Linked DNA regions of Mus musculus: region 1 is linked to region 2. Evidence: chromatin contacts called from public HiChIP or PLAC-seq data. All regions are on one chromosome and are shown on one strand. Each heading gives the region's core, a stretch centred on a gene start, on an enhancer-like site or on the middle of the called end of the contact. The rest is flanking DNA. Distances are from core to core; before and after follow the strand shown.

Region 1 (3,308 bases), core at 738-3,237, 210 kb before region 2:
TTTAGGATGGGAAGTGAGCATTCCGTGGTAACTCAACATCTGAAAATGTCAAGCCTAAAGGTATCCACCTTGCTATTAGCCAGGCTTCTCCCAGCACTCTTCTCTCCCTGCCTGAAGCTTTAGCGCTGCGGAAGGAGCATTTATTTATCAGGTAGGTGAGGTGTCTAAATGCAGACAGAATGCAAAAAGCTAACCAGCATACACATTCTCACGGTGTGACTGTGCCTTTCTACTTGTGTCCAATATTTGTACTCTTCATTACTATGGAAAGTGTGACATGGGCTAGGATGCCCTCTGTCTGACTTTGGGTGTCCCTGTGTGCTGAAACTTTGTGGTCCACTGACAAGACACAGGTAGCACATCCTAATCTGAAAACCAAAATTGTTCTCAAACTCAAATTTTTCTGACCACAGAGACCAACCCAACTCTACCTCCTGTGTGCTGAGGGTAAAGATGTGTGCCACCACATCCAAACCCCTGTCATTTCTCTTTTTTGTTTTAAAGATTTGTTTTATATATGTGAGTACAGTGTTACTATCTTCAGACACACCAGAAGAGGGCATCAGATCCCATTACAATGCTTGTGAGCCACCATGTGGTTGCTGGGAATTGAACTCAGGACCTCTGGTAGGACAGCCATCTCTCCAACTGCCCTCCCCGCTCCCCCCCAGTCATTTCTAATAAGGGACATTTGGCCCACATAACACACAGCAGGACAGATGAATCTGTGGCCTCGGTCTGGTCCAGCAATTCTCAAAGTACCACTTGAAAATATTACAACTGGCACCTGAGTGCTGCTGTATGTTCTACAAAGTCTTTTTACCTAGCAAATTTAATCTTTGCAATGATCTAGGGAGTGTTGCAGGCGACTGAAACACGGGGTACTTAACGTATTTAGGATCACAAAGAGATGGTAAAATACAGAGCCTAAGCTACAGCAAGCCCCCAAGGATGCCTTAACTACCTTTTCCCATTGGGCCACTGCCCTATAGGCTTCCTTAGGGACCTATAGGGCAGAAAGTTCCCTTAAAAAGCACTGTCTTATGCTACATCAGTAGTTCTCAACCCAGGAGTCACAACCCCTTTTGGGGTCAAATGACTCCTGAGGTCACAGAGGTCCCCATGTCAGATATCCTGTATCCTGATATTTATCTTATGACTCATAACAGTAGCAAAATGACAGTTATGAAGTAGCAATGAAATAATTATATGATTGCAGGTCACCACCACTGTATTAAAGGGTCGCAGCATTACGAAGGTTGAGAACCGCTGCTCTAGAAGAGCCTTCGGACTCCTCTGGCAGAGCTGATGTGGGTGATTTCTGACTTTCTTCCCTTCCCTCACCACCAGCAACTTAACCTCCACCCGAAGACACAAATGGTGCCAGGTGACGAGAGACTGAGGAAGCTTCCAGTGTTCCAAGAAAGCTCAGGGACAAACTGCACTAGTTCTGTTCCCATCTGTGACTGCCAGTTGCCACACTCTCCTGGGTTTCTGGGACCTGCCTGGTCTTCTTCCAGGCTGGAAGCAACACCTGTCTTGGGTACCAGGTCCTGGCCCCATCAGTACCAACCAGACAGTCAGTTTTGGGATATAAAAGTGCACAGGAGAGCAGGTAGGGAGGCCTATGATCATTAGCCTGGCTGGGCAGAAACGGGGCCTTCCACACACTAGGCATTAGCACACAAGAGGGAGTTGCCTTAGAAGACAGGGTACCGACAGTCAGCCAGGCCAGGCTGGGGCAGGAAATACCCTGGGAGCTAGCTGTCTGTCAGCCCGAGGGTCTCCTCCTGCTGCAACCCTGACGTGTCAAGCCTGGGAAAAGTACAGAATCCAGGACAAAGGGGAGGTACTGGGCTGTGACCCCACTTCACGAATCCAGCTGTGCATCACTGGCCTCCGCCCTGGCCGGCCCTGGCTCTGTAGGGGAGACAGCCTCCTCTCACCACACATTCCAGCTGCTGGTAGGGAAGGGGTAACCATGGGAACCAACACAAAGGCCTGAATGTTGGAGGAAAAGACTGGAGGCGACAGTGAAGAGGCTGAGAGGGACTTCAGTCTTGCGGTCTCCCAACAGCCAAGCCTACTGTTGTGAGACTGAGGCTTAGTCAGGGCCTGCCCACAGTCAAGCCCCAAAGGCCTCAAGGGCGGCAGGGCAGCCTGAGGGTGCTAATCTTGTAGGGCCCTCTTTAACATTTTTTTCCCCTATTCAGTGTGTAGTGTCCTAAAATGCCTATCGACTACTGAGATAATACAGTCAGTTTGGAACCCCGGAGAAGGTACACGGTGACGTTTCCACCAATACAGAGCCACGGACCACACTTTGCAAAGGGCCCTCCCTTCACCAGGAAGCTCCTGTCTGTGGTCAGAGCTGCCCGCTCCCTGTACATGCTGCTGGTGTCGGGCAGATAGATGCCCCTTAGGTAGCTGAAGCAGCCCTGAGATTCCAGGTGTCTAGGGAACTCTACCTTACGAAGGAGAAACAGTTGTAATTCCAAGTACCCAGCTTAACATTCGAGATGAAGGCTGGGGTGCGGGAGATAGTAACAGTGTCCTGTGCTGATTGGCTTTTGTCAGCTTAACTCAAGCTGGCATCTCCTGGGAAGAGGGACCCTCGACTGGGAAATTGCCTCCATCAGATTCCATCAGGTTGGACTGTGGGCATGTCTGTGGGCATATTGTTGATAAATGATGGATGTGGGAGGCGCCTACTGTGGGAGGCACCACCGCTGGGCAGGTGATCCCGGCCGGGATGTATAACAAGGCAAGCCGAGAGCGAGCCGCTGAGAGCAAGCCAGTAAGCAGCCTTCCTCCACAGTTCCGCCCTGACTGCAGTACTTGTATCTGCATCTGGCTGCTGGGTCTTCATAGTCAGGTTCCATGCTACTACTAGGATTTCGTTTTACTGGATTTACAAAGTTACTGAACCTTTTCCTCCTACAGAGCAATGCCGAGAGACACATGCCTTGGCTTCCATTCTCCTGGAGGATGGAAACTGTTTTAGCCTGTGCTGTAGGGATCCCTCCACAGCTGCCCCAGGGTCTAGGTCAAAGCCCTGTGGTTTCAGTTCATGCTGAGGGACTGGCTTACTGGAATTTACTTGGAGCTCCTCTGCCAAGGTGTGAGGACAGTATCAGCGCACTCAGAGCCGGGAATGGTGGAACGCAACTGTAGTTCCAGCTCTGGACGGGATGAGACAGGAGGATGGAGAATTCAAGGCCAGCCTGGACTATACACCAAGAGTGTCTCAAAAAAGTGTGTGTGTGTGTGTGTGTGTATGTGTGCGAGCATGTGTGTCTGTGTGTGCA
Region 2 (2,994 bases), core at 97-2,596:
AAGGTGTTGGATCCCCTGTAACGGGAGTTATAGACAGTTATGAGCCACTATGTGCTGGGAACCAAACCCAGGTCCTCTGGAAGTGCAGTCAGTGATTCTAACAACTGAGCCAGCTCTCCAGCCCCTAAACAAATCTTACTACTAGACTCATAATTGCCTTTGGCAACTCTGTGATTGTCTGGCTAATTTCACATTTCCTGCAAATTAGAGAGCATAGCAGTTATAAAATCCCGTTAAAGCTTTAAAGTTCCAACTGTCATGGTCTCCCAATGTGACTATATTTGGAGCTGAAGCCTTAAAAGAATTAAATTATAACGAGGCCATGAAGATGGTTGGTAATCTGATCTGACTGGCCAGGCAAGTGAATACCCAAAGAGAGACCACAGAAAGAAGCAACCTGAAACCCAAGCATGGAAACTCCAAGGAAAGCTACCATGCCACCACCACCACCACCACCACCACCACCCCACCCCCCGCCCCATCATGGGCTGAATCTTCAACTGTGAGCCAGAGGGAAGTCTTGCTTCTTTCAGTGCTTTATCAGGCACTTTGTATTAGCAACGATAAGCTGTAATCTTGCTGGACAGCGCTGGTGCACATGTTAGATCCCAGCAATTGGGAGGCAGAGGCAGGTGACTCTCTCTGAGCCTGAGGGCAGCAGCCTGGCCAACAGTGTTGAGTTCTAAGACAGTCAGGGCTACACAGAAATCCTGGCTCAACAATCAAACAACAACAAAAAACAAAATATAAATAAATAAATAAATAAATAAATAAATAAATAAACTGCAACTGTACATTTGCATGTTTTACTGCACGTAAGTCATGCTTAAGTGCGACACTTTAAATAAAATAATTTAACTAGCCAATGAAAGCATGAAACAAAAGAAAAAAATAAGAGTAGGCCTACTCTAAGGATAAGAATTTAATATAAGATGAAAAAAATGTTTATTTTCCTCCTCCTCCTTCTCATTAACCCACCCACATACCCACATGGTGCTGAGAACCGAACTCAAACTTCACCCAGGGAGGAAAGCACTCTATCATTGAGCTACATCCCCGGACCAACACAACTTTCATTTTAATGAATGAAAGCATAAATAGATTTAGATAATTCTGGTACCAGCAAAGATAAAATCTGAGTCCTCTGTGTTTATGTGTGTGTGTGTGTGTGTGTATGATGTGTACGTATGTATGAAAGTCTCACATTGCATATGTAGAGGTCAGAGGACAACCTTGGATGCCCCTCCTCCTTTGTTTCACACAGGGTCTCTGTCGTCTGCCTCTGTATATGCCAGGCTAGCAGACTTGCAAGCGTCCGGGGATGCTGCCTCCTCCTCCTCCACTCCCCATCTTGCTGTAGGAATGCGGTGATTGCGTGATTGCGCATGCATCAACTGCATCTGGCTCTACACAGGTCCGGGAGGTCCGAACTCTGGTCCTCATGCTCGTATCTCCCCAGTTCCCCACCCCTTCCTTCCTTTTTTAAAACTATAAGTACGTTTGCCAGCCATGAGACACAGTGTAGGAGATGAACGCTTTTGAAGTAACTGGAGAAGAAATCATACGGTGATACAGAAATGGTACCTGCTGGAAATCTGTGCAAATTCAAAACCCGCTTTAGACCGGCTCCTGTGAAAGTTGGGTTAAGCTCTGGAGCAGGAATGTATTCAGAGGTCAACAGCCAGAGAGAAGGTGGGGGTGGGGGCTGCCCGGCAGTGATTCACTTGGTAGTTTAAAACTGCCTTTTATTCTTATTCCTGTAACCTCTATAGAACCCGTGAAGAATGGGGGTGTTTTCTCTAATGCATGGAATTGTAGTAACAGACCAAAGTCTCCTTGAACACTGCCAGTAAAGAAAACGCAGCATCTGTGACTGGCTAAACTGGGTGGGATGGTAACCTAATCTGTAGCTGCTGTTTGAATCCTGTTCATTATAATCATGTAGCGCCGTACAGTGAGAATGCACTGGGAGGTTTTCAACGCGAGCGTTTTCAAAGACTACATTCCTCATTAGACCTTCCCCATTAAGCCATGCTTGAGTGATGCTACACAGCTGAATACTTGGGATTTTTTCCCCCTCTTGTCTCAGTCTGAAGACAAAGGATTCTTCCGCTTGCCAAAGTTCCCCCAGAGCCTAGGTTGAGGCGCTGTGACAGCGCTCCGGTGGGGAGCGGGGAGCTTTTTATTCAGCTTTCTGTCAGGCCTCATTCACTAAATAGGGATCGGGTTGGACCCGTATATGAAGACCCCCCCCCGCCCCCCAAAAAAATTCAGTGGAGGAAAACGTTGCCCAGGCAGAGCCTTGCATCCTGTTTGCCTTCAGAGATGCTGAGTCATGATGCACACAAGGCTTAAGGACCAGATTCTTTTGGTTCTAACTTCTTCACAGACACAGCATCATCAGCAAGTTTGCTATTAGTGCTAGCTGGGAGGATAGCCCTGGGTTCAACACCCAGTATTAAAAAAGGAAGGAAGGAAGGAAGGAAGGAAGGAAGGAAGGAAGGAAGGAAGGAAGGGGAAGCCTTGTAGGTAGGTAGGTAGGTAGGTAGGTATACTATTCCATTCCTAACTCCACCCCAGCTCCCTCTCCCCCATCTTAGGCCCCCATTGATCTACTGTGTGTCCTTGGATTTGCCTTTTCTGGGTTGCATGTTCTTTTGTGCTGGCTTCTTTCAGCAAGCATCAGGTCTTTGAGGTCCGTCCATCTTGTAACATATATATCTCACCATATCCAGTTCCTCTTTCCTGACAAGTTGTATTCCATTGCGTTCTATATTACATTTTGTTTATACAGCCGATGGCCATTTGGATCTTTTTACACTTATTGGTTAGCATGAAATTGTGAGTCCATAGGCAGTTAAGTCCTTCTATGGATGTATCTTTAAATATAGGTCACGGGTTTTACATTGTAAGGATTGCATTACTTTTTAATGTACTCCATACATGTGAGTATCAGCATGTATGTATGTCCATGTGCATGTGGCAGGAAGGTGT

What was found. HiChIP or PLAC-seq counts read pairs in DNA pulled down with a chosen protein or histone mark.
Region 1: a contact with region 2 is called in an H3K4me3 HiChIP or PLAC-seq map of embryonic basal ganglia, with 2.6 times the contacts expected there. The contact joins two enhancer-like sites. A contact is called at or near these places in 1 of 39 promoter capture datasets (embryonic stem cells) and 5 of 115 datasets of contacts at active chromatin or transcription factors (embryonic basal ganglia, embryonic hindbrain, embryonic stem cells and 1 more).

What each region holds. Positions count from the first base shown.
Region 1 is chr5:92,904,345-92,907,652 of GRCm38.p6, reverse strand. The region is part of intron 2 of Shroom3 (shroom family member 3); the gene reads right to left. Among named protein-coding and RNA genes, the nearest start is that of Gm36764, 100 kb to the left of the region's middle. Within about 2 kb of position 1,987, at least 139 of the 459 cell types and tissues checked have an H3K27ac peak or open chromatin away from gene starts, as enhancers often do. A contact at or near this core is called in embryonic basal ganglia and stem cell-derived neural progenitor cells, where this site is marked.
Region 2 is chr5:92,697,678-92,700,671 of GRCm38.p6, reverse strand. All of the region lies in intron 1 of Shroom3 (shroom family member 3), which reads right to left. Among named protein-coding and RNA genes, the nearest start is that of Shroom3, 16 kb to the right of the region's middle. Within about 2 kb of position 1,346, at least 77 of the 459 cell types and tissues checked have an H3K27ac peak or open chromatin away from gene starts, as enhancers often do. A contact at or near this core is called in embryonic basal ganglia and stem cell-derived neural progenitor cells, where this site is marked.